Linked DNA regions of Mus musculus: regions 2 and 3 are each linked to region 1. Evidence: chromatin contacts called from public Hi-C data. All regions are on one chromosome and are shown on one strand. Each heading gives the region's core, a stretch centred on a gene start, on an enhancer-like site or on the middle of the called end of the contact. The rest is flanking DNA. Distances are from core to core; before and after follow the strand shown. Region 1 overlaps Ppp4r4 (protein phosphatase 4, regulatory subunit 4). Region 2 holds the start of Serpina10 (serine (or cysteine) peptidase inhibitor, clade A (alpha-1 antiproteinase, antitrypsin), member 10). Region 3 holds the start of Serpina6 (serine (or cysteine) peptidase inhibitor, clade A, member 6).

Region 1 (2,914 bases), core at 177-2,676:
CCTTGTGAGACATCCTAAGTGAGGTTAGCTGCAGGGTAAAGTAAGTCACCTCTTTCACTGAGCCTTACTGTCATTGCATATTGTCTGGAGTGCTTGTTCAAAGCCTCCTGAAACAGAAGTGAGGACGGTTGTAGCAGCTGAAGTGTTCCTTGTAGTTGGGGTGGAGTTTCCTCAGGACAGTCAGAGTGTTCAAAGCAGCCAGCTGCCGTGGTGACAGTTCAGCTGACTGCTTTTAAAAATAGTTTTCACATTTATTTTTCATGCATGTGCATGTATATATGTACACATGTCACAGCACATGTGTGGCATTCCGAGGACAGCTTGTGGGAATGGGTCCTTCTCCCATGTGGGTCCTGGGACTTGCACTTAAGTTGTCAGAGCCATTTAACTGACCCAGAAGAGACTTCTTGAGCTTTAGGGAACCAGGCACAATGTTTTGAAAGCTGTCAAACAAGTGGTTCTCCGACCCATATCTGATAGCTTTTGGCCATTTAAAAAAAAATCAAAGGGCTGGAGAGATAGCTAAGTGGTTAAAAGCACGTACTGTTTTGGCAGTGAACCTTAGTTTGATTCCTAGCACCCACATGGTGGCTCATAGTTGTCTGTAACTCCAGTGCCAGGGGATCCAAGGCCATCTTTTGGCACTGCTCACATGTATACATACATGCACACATGCAGGGAAAACATATACATAAAATAAAAATAATAAAATCTTTGAAGAACCATCAAAAGAAACTTATAGTAACGACTGTACGAAAATTTGAAAGTTAGCCCATGTTGATTTTACCAAATAAGGGTTTTTCTGTACATGAATAGAATGTACTTTGATATTTCCCTATTTTTCTTATCCTGCTCCCTTTGTCAATGCGTATCCCTAATAACTTCACTATTACCTTCAGGTCTCCTTGTCTCCTAGATCCCACACGAGAGAAGATATGCAGTGCCTGGCTTTGTGGGGCTGCTTTATTTCACTAAGATGATGATTTCTATTTCCTTCTGTTTTCCTGAAAATGACATAATTTTATCTTTCTTTGTCTTTATGTATGTATGTATGTATGTATGTATGTACATACATACATATATGCATATGTTTCATTTTCATTCACTAATGGGCACCTAAGCTGAGTCTGTAATTTGGGCATTGTTAGCAGTGCATTCTTAAATATGGGTTTGCTGGTCTCCATAGTAGCTGCCTTTGATGATTTTGGGTATAGGCACAGTAAAGGAAATTCTCATTCTTCACAGCACCTAACAACTCCCAGCCTAAAGCCTCAAGTGAAGGCTTGGATCCCTTTGTGTCTCATTAGCGTTAGGGAGGAGGAGTCATTGTTCCACACAGCTTTTGCACACTGACTTAGTTGACTCGAGATCTCTTTAAGTGCTATAATTGATCTGTTTGCCTTATGTTTCTTCCAACTCAGTGTCTTATTTACCAGCGTATCAGTCATATGAGCAGGCAGGAACTATTACGTGTTATTGGACTCTCTGTGTGGCTCATACTGTTCACTCTGGATTTTAGTCATCGTTTCCGTGATCTCATTTTCAAATCTGGTCTGCAGGGTTTTTTTTTTTTTTTTTTTTTTTTTTTTTTAACTGAACTTCAGGCCAAGATACTGTGCTGGAACTCTGGTATTGTACTTCTACAAGGTGTCCTCTTTAGAATGTCTTGCTGGTCTTCCAAATGTGAAATTGCATTCATCACTTTTTAATCTAAGTATGTTCACTTGTTATTGAAGCCCGACTACCCTTTTAAATCATTTCAGTTGTATGCTCTTCCTTTCCCATCAGTCCTCTGAAGTGCCCAGCCACTAACTGCTGCCTGACAAAGGTGATTATTAGATTGTGATGGAGGATGGAGAACAGTTTTGGATAAATACTTCCTGCAAGATTGACCCCATCAGCCCACTTGTTTTCTGAAGGTTCGGTAATCGGGTCTTTTCCTTTTCCTGCAGTAGCTACTTATCACCTGTTTCTTACAGATGCCAGACTTCATGTCTCTGTCTTCCAAGTGTTGCTTGCCATTTTATTTCCCCGTCTGAGCTTCTCGCTTAAATCATCTTGGTTAATCTAGCCCTCCTGCTGTGCCATGACATATCCAAAATATGTTTTAGAAGCATTTTGAAAGGATTTTCTTTCCAAAGTTTTCAGTTAATGAGGAAATCATACGGTTCTTTAAAAAACCTACCAGGGACTGGAGCTTCCAGAACCTTCATATTTTGCATGCCTTTATGCCATTCAGCTCCACCTCTGCAGCTCCGGGTGAAAGCAGTCCTTCACGATTTCCCTTTTACTCTGCAAAACTTTGAACTTCATTATTATACTTTTCTGCCTGTATGCTCACCAATAGGAATACATTTTAAATTGTGACTGGATATATACAAGTGCATGTTTGTGTGTGCGTGATTATTAATACAGACACACACACACACACACACACATATAAAACAAAAATTTTACAGTACTTATTTTATGTCTATGTCTAATAAAACATCAATGCTAACACCAAAAATAATCTTAATATGGAATTACAAAATGGAAAAAATTCAAAGTAAATTACATAAAAATAAAATTTAATGATACCTCAGGTATACTTGTATTTTAAAAGTTAGTTCTATTCCAGGGCAAGTGGAGATTTCGTCCTGCTTTAGAGTGTTGTGAGGTTTGCTGTGCAGTGTGAGGAGAGGGAAGCTAATTCCAAGATGTATGTTTGAGAGTCAGACAGCTGTTTTGTGCCTCTGTAAAAAGATGACGATAGAGAACCAGCTCAATTTTAGGTAGTTGGAGGCCATTCGACAGCTGGAAGCTGTTTAATGTTTAATAAAGCTGAGGATGGTGGCCCTGTACAACAAATACAACCTCTGCTCCCTGCAAACATAGCATTTTGATAGCCGAGGGCACATATCAGGGATCATCA
Region 2 (2,897 bases), core at 228-2,727, 81 kb after region 1:
AGATGCTCAAGCCATAGGTGTTGGGGATGCTTGATAGGTCCCATCAGCACAGCCCCTCACTCTGACCATTAGACTCTAAGTCAGAATGTGACAAGAAGCGCTCCAGTTGCTCCCAGTCCCTCTTCTGTACCCGTAACAAACCACATCCAGCCCCAAGACACAGGTCTTGCTAAATGACCCCAAAGAAGCCAGCATCCCCACTTTCTAGCCTGGATAACCCTGCTGGGTCTCCCAAATGTTACCATTTAGGAATTGCTTCCCAGCCATAATGATGAGGCCCCTTAGTAGGTCACCACATTGCTGTAAGCATCGGGTCATTACTTCTTTCCAGGTACGAAACATCTCCAGTGTCATACATTCATCTTTTTGTTTAAATGGACAACTTGCCTTTAGTCCTTCACAACTCAAAACTGAGGCCATATCCTCCAAGGTGAGGCTATGGCAAGGTGGGGCCTTTGAGAGTGACTAGATGATGTCTGAATTGTGGGGCGATTGTGAGGGCTTTAGTGTCCTTATAAGAAGAGGAAGAGACACCAGAGCCTTCCTCTCTCCACCAAGAACACACTGAGAAGACCACCATCTGCAAACCAGGAGGTGAGCCCTCATCACAGCCCAACCATGTTGTCCCTCACCTTGGGCCTCCAGAACTGTGCAAACACATTTGCACATTTGTTGGCTATTCTGTCCCAACAGCCTGAGCTGCCCCGGGAGAATTCTGTCATGGTATTTAGCTCTGCTTTGTAAATTAAGCGCTCAGATTAGTCCTGATTCCATAGTTACTTGTCATTGTCTCGGCCGTCAGGAACATTTCCCAACACACCAGCACAATGTCCCACTTTCCTAGAACTAAGTCGTCCCCTGAAGTGTCTCTGTAGCACCTGACCGTTGCTGCGCCTGCTTACTGAAGAGGGTAACTTGTCTTTTCAGGTCCCTCATCATCATCATGACAGCCATACACAATATACACGGGGTGCTCCTGGGACCTAGGGCAGCGTCGGGTGTATAGAGGGCACACCTTGTCCCACAGAGTTTGAGATGGGCAGGAAATAAGCTACCTACCTGACACTTAGCCCTGAGCATGTGTGTAGAGCAGTGCCTCCCTTACCTCCCCCCAGCCCTGGCTCACTTGCTTCGGCAGTGAGCTGTGGCAGACAAATACCAGGCCTTCAGAGCCCTTGCCCTGGCTGCCTCCTATCTATGGCTAACATGTTTTTGATGCTACCCGGAGCCCAACTTCAATGTACAGTCCTTTGGAGTTTAGGTGAAAGACAGCATTCTTGCCCTCTAACTCCCCCACCCCACCCACTCCCTGCTGAAGCCCACTGGGAGAGAGAGAGTGAGAGCGAGAAAACAGCTATTCTCCCACCTCTCCCTGGTAGACACTCTAGAGGCACCCCTGCCATCCACCACCTCTTACCAGTCCTGGACCTCTGGTGCCGAGAAGATCATTCAGAGCAAAGAGGCAAGCAGAAGCTTTGCAGCCCAAAGCCTTCAGTAAATATTTGTTATTCCAAAGTGTGGGCCTCTGGGGACTGTTACTGATTAACACCCTGCTGGGATATGATTGCATTTCCAGAAAACCAAAGAACTTCTGGTATTCCCCAGGCTCGTCCTATGGCCCCAACTATGACCAGAATTCACAAGAGTCTCACCCTCATTGGGGTGGGGATGAAGGTTCTAGAAAGAAGGTTATCATGGGCCTCATGGCTGCTTCTGGGAACCATAAAGGGATTTGGGTAGAATTTCAGACCCACTGTCTTGTCCGTAAGGAACTGTCAGTCCAGTAATGGAGACTGGATTCCTGTTGGGTCATGTCTTACAATACAAGCCCTGCACAAGGTCAATGTACTACCTTCTGTCTCTTGAGGCTGAACCTCTCAAGTACTCAGAGCCTGAGCTGGAAAGCACCCTGTGAGGTACAGCTTTTCAGACCTACTAGGTTGTCATTGTAAGTTTTGCTATATGTCCCTTTCTAGCCTTGAAGTGAGACAAAGTTTATATACCCTACCCACAAAATTGAAAAAACAACAACAACAACAACAATCAAAAGAGAAACAGCAGCAGCAGCAGCAGCAGCAACAACAACAACAACAACAACAAACCAGCGATGGGGTGTGGTTATAGCTCAGTTCGTTGAGTGTCTCCAGGTTTTGGTCCCTAGCACTGCATGAAATAAGGCTCAGTGGAGCACACCTGTTATCCCAGCACTATGGAAGTGGGGGCAAGAGGATCAGAGGTTCAAGGTCATTCGTGGCTACATAGCAAGTTTAAGGCCAGCCTGGCTACATGAGACCCTATCTGAAAAAAAATAAATAAAAGGATTTCTCAAATTAAAAAAAGCAGATAAGAAACAGTAATGTTCCAGCTATAACATGAAGGCAAAAGAAAATAACGCCTTTAAGTACAGCGGTGTTCCAGGATATCTGTGCTGGCAGATGTGACCATCTATCTGCTCATCTCATGATGGAGGACACTCATTGGACAGGAAGGTAGCCATTGAGGAAGAACTCCATTAAGCAATGCACTGGCTGACAGGAAGTTTGTGGCCTGTCATCCTGAGAGGCACCTTGCTTGAAAGCAGACTAAGGAGTGGCATGTGATCACCGGCTGGCAGGCCCCTCCTCACAGGTAGAGGTGGCTAGCTGACACATCTCACCTGAACCAAGGACTCCCAACACATTTTCAGTTTTTCAAACCACAACATAGACATGGATTAGTATATTTTATTAAAGATCATCAACATTGCTGTCTTAGTCAGGGTTTCTAGTTCTGCACAAACATCATGACCAAGAAGCAAGTTGGGGAGGAAACGGTTTATTAAGCTTACACTTCCATATTGCTGTTCATCACCAAAGGAAGTCAGGACAGGAACTCACAAATAGCAGGAACTTGGAACA
Region 3 (3,310 bases), core at 569-3,068, 110 kb after region 1:
AGGACATTGGAGAGTTGGATGTGAGGAGAGGCAGTGGCGAGCAAATTTGGTCAGAACACACATCCCTGTATGAAATTTTCAGACAAAAAAAAATTAGCCATGGATCAAAATTAGACATCAATGTTTTTGGAGTTACTCAATCCAGAAAGATAACAGCTATGACTGAAGTGAGATCAGGATAGGACACTGCTGTGCAGGAGCCGAGTTGACAGGAGTTCCAGCGGCCCTGCGAGACTCACCCACACTGATGCTGGGGGCTAGAGTTCCTCAGGACCCAGTCCTTCTTATGTTGGACTGATCACCATCTGGCTGCAGCATGGCTGAGTATCACAGGTCTCCCTCCTCCACCCCTGCACACTACATTCTTACTCTGTTGCAAGCCAGGTTAGAGGTTAGGGCAGGACAGGGCAGGGCAGGGCAGGCAAGGCATGGCAGGCCACTACAGTCCCTTAGTGTTTGCTGAGCTCTGTCCTGGCCTGAGACCTGGAGATAAAGATGGCCCTCCTCTGACTGCCCCATGGGGCTCCCCTCTAGGCCCACCCCTTCCTTTTCTCCCCTGTCTCATTCCCTCTTGGCCTTTGAGATTCAGGTGCTTGGTTACTGCCTCCAGGAAGCTTTTCTTCTCCCCTTCTCTCTGCCACCGGCCTTGTTGGTTTCATCTTGGTTTCAGCACCGGGCTATACCTGTCTATGAATCCCCCTTGGGGAAGGAATACCCCAGTCAACAGTTGGCTTGGCCTTCTTTCTCTTCCTGCTGTTTCTGGGTGCAACTGTGTGCCTCATTCTCCCTGTATCAAACCTACAGGCTGGAGAGTAAATCCTCCTGCCTCAGAAGACGGTTGTGAATGCCTGGTGTGGCTGTCATCAGTGCATGATTATGCACACTCACTTCACGAGGCATCCTGCACCTCATTGTAGAGATGGGACACCAGAGCTAGGTGATGTAGAGCTTCCGTGTAGGTCGGGGTGTGCACCTTCAGAGTCACACCTCTTGCTTTCTCTACTGAAAACCACGTGGCCAGCAAGGTGGCTCTTTAAGGCCAGCCTACAAAAAAGACTAAGGTCATGTGTTTCTTCCTAGTAATATCTTCCTTGCCACGCCTCTCTGAAGTGCCTTGGATCAGGCGGGGATTTAGGCATCATAGCACGTGGTGTGATGCACAGAGAAGCAGGTCATTCTCCCTCCAGCTGTATCACCCCCCACTACACATTACTGAGTTACTATGGCATGGGGTGTGGGCACTCTTTAGAGGGTCCCTGCATATACCACCTGTGCACTACAACCCTACTCAATAGTGCTGCCTGGCACTAATCCATCTCAGCTCTGAGATTCCTTCTCATTCCTGGATGCTAAGGCACCAGGCAACAGGTAGCAATAAAGCATAAACCCAGCTCTCAGTGACAGCCTCCTGCAATGTAAGAAGCTGAAGGGAAATCAAAACCAAGTGGCTGAACCACAGACTATGGGATCGAAGAAGTATTCCACATGGTCGCCTCATGACACAGCTAGCTACCCTCATGTTCATCTATTAAAAATCTCAAGCAAGCAGGCACTGCTGTGTTCTGGAGTGCAGCAGATATAGAGTCAGGGACCCTGGTAGGAGCAAGAGGCACAGAGTACTGTCAGGGGTGACTCACGTCTGCTGTGGGCTCCAGCTGTTCCTTCTGGCTCTGCTTTGCTGTCTGGAATCCTAGCACACGTACAGTAAGGCTTCGGGGAGACTCCCCACTAAATCTTGTTTGCTGGTGTCTTGCTGGTTAATGGTTAGAGGAGGGGGGCAGTGGCCTTCACCATTTGGTGGCCCCCACCCCCCAAGCATCAACCAATGGGAAGCTTTATAGAAAGTAAGGGTAAACACAGCAATTCTGCAAATCAGCTCGACATTGCATGCTGTCCCCTGAAGTTTTATTTTTAATATCAAAGTGTGGCTAGAGTTGCGTCAGGGTTCATGGTTGCCCTGTGCCATCTGGCAGGGGACTCATTGGTGTCATTGATAAGCGCCATGGCATGGACTCTGTGAGGAGCCAGGTGCCTTGGCACCAGGAGGGGAAGAATCAGGCAAGGGTAGGGGAAACAGAGATGTATGAATGAATGTGTGACTGTCCAAGGTCTTTCCCTGGGTTATCTCAGGCCTCCCAATGATTCACTGAACAGACTGCTACGATCTCCCTTCTTTATGAGATTGTCTTGACCTAGTTGTGCTTTTAATTGAAGTTTTCTGTTGTCACCGGGGTTGAACCCAAGACCTTATGCATGCTGGTCAAGGGCTCTGCCACTGAGCTCTGTACCTTAGCAATGTCTCTTCTTTAAAGAAGGAAACTGAGAAGGGCTGGAGATGGAATGAACTGCCCTGCAGCCAATTCCCTCCTGAAGTCCAGCTCTCTTACTCTCACCCGTGCGTTTACTCTCCAGATCACTTTTGTCGCAGGAGGCACACATCAAAGAAATACTATTTGTGTTTCTTTGTTTTCCTTTATAACTAGGACTTCCAAGGAGTGGAAAGGCTGCAGGGTCTCCAGTCAGTCACTATCTTTCTTCTCCTTCTTCTCCTCTCATTCCATAGTACTTCTGTTGCAGTGGGGAGAAAGAGCCTGCCAGAGCCTTAGTTGGTGCGATCTCGTGGATCTCACAGGCTAAAAGCAAAGGGAAAATTAATGTGTGTATGTATGTATGTACGTACGTACGTATGTATGGCCTCACAGTTTCTTTCAGCCCCTCAGAGGACTGTGGACAGAAGTATTTGTCTGTCCCTGCACCAACCACACGGTCCAAGGGAATGTGCCTCTGTGAATACCCACCACGAACCCTGAGCCCTGGGGCCTCAAGTGCAGAGCTCTGTGTCCCAAACCCTGAGCCTACAGCCCCGAGCCCCAAGCCCCAAGCCCCAAGCCGAGCCCAGAGCCCTGTGCTTGATTGACAGCAGCATCACTTCCAAAAAAGGATGAAGGGCGCTGCTCCCATGGGAAATAAGGAAGGTTAGAGGTCATGCCTCGAAGTTTGGGCAGTCCAGTTTTGTTAATAATTGTTGCCCCTTTCAAGATTTCTAGTTTGTAAGCCAATTTTGGACATTATTGCCAAAGATTTGTCTCATCTTGATTTGTAGAATAAATATTTTTCATAGCTAGCTGAGTGTACTGGTATGCTCCTTTAATTCCAGCACTGGGAAAGCAGAGTCAGGTGTGTGTTAGTTATCATGGTGTGCACTCCAACAGGTCTGAGCCACCCGGCTTCCACAGGCTGGTGTTAGCAGCCCACATAGACTGCCTCCTGGGTGGACTTTGTTCATTTCCTATAGCTTTTCTTAGCAGAT

Evidence for each region. Hi-C and Micro-C count contacts between places; a contact is called where the count stands out from the background.
Region 2: a contact with region 1 is called in a Hi-C map of liver, with 2.1 times the contacts expected there. The contact joins the promoter of Serpina10 here to the enhancer-like site in region 1. A contact is called at or near these places in 3 of 39 promoter capture datasets (the 3T3-L1 cell line, the HPC-7 cell line and maxillary cranial neural crest), 3 of 15 datasets of contacts at CTCF or cohesin (embryonic stem cells and pro-B cells), 101 of 484 Hi-C or Micro-C datasets (the AML12 cell line, the AtT-20 cell line, B cells and 51 more), 13 of 115 datasets of contacts at active chromatin or transcription factors (astrocytes, embryonic stem cells, extraembryonic endoderm stem cells and 6 more) and 2 of 9 other capture datasets (adipose tissue and pancreatic islet).
Region 3: a contact with region 1 is called in a Hi-C map of liver, with 6 times the contacts expected there. The contact joins the promoter of Serpina6 here to the enhancer-like site in region 1. A contact is called at or near these places in 1 of 39 promoter capture datasets (liver), 3 of 15 datasets of contacts at CTCF or cohesin (embryonic stem cells and pro-B cells), 87 of 484 Hi-C or Micro-C datasets (the AML12 cell line, the AtT-20 cell line, B cells and 43 more), 11 of 115 datasets of contacts at active chromatin or transcription factors (astrocytes, embryonic stem cells, extraembryonic endoderm stem cells and 5 more) and 2 of 9 other capture datasets (adipose tissue and pancreatic islet).

Annotation. Positions count from the first base shown.
Region 1 is chr12:103,548,770-103,551,683 of GRCm38.p6, forward strand. The region is part of intron 2 of Ppp4r4 (protein phosphatase 4, regulatory subunit 4); the gene reads left to right. Among named protein-coding and RNA genes, the nearest start is that of Ppp4r4, 18 kb to the left of the region's middle. Within about 2 kb of position 1,427, at least 15 of the 459 cell types and tissues checked have an H3K27ac peak or open chromatin away from gene starts, as enhancers often do. A contact at or near this core is called in Th2 cells, fibro-adipogenic progenitors, hepatocytes and 3 more, where this site is marked.
Region 2 is chr12:103,629,967-103,632,863 of GRCm38.p6, forward strand. It overlaps Serpina10 (serine (or cysteine) peptidase inhibitor, clade A (alpha-1 antiproteinase, antitrypsin), member 10), which reads right to left and starts at 1,478. Exons shown (of 5, transcript NM_144834.4): 1 at 1,418-1,478.
Region 3 is chr12:103,655,400-103,658,709 of GRCm38.p6, forward strand. It overlaps Serpina6 (serine (or cysteine) peptidase inhibitor, clade A, member 6), which reads right to left and starts at 1,819. Exons shown (of 5, transcript NM_007618.3): 1 at 1,638-1,819.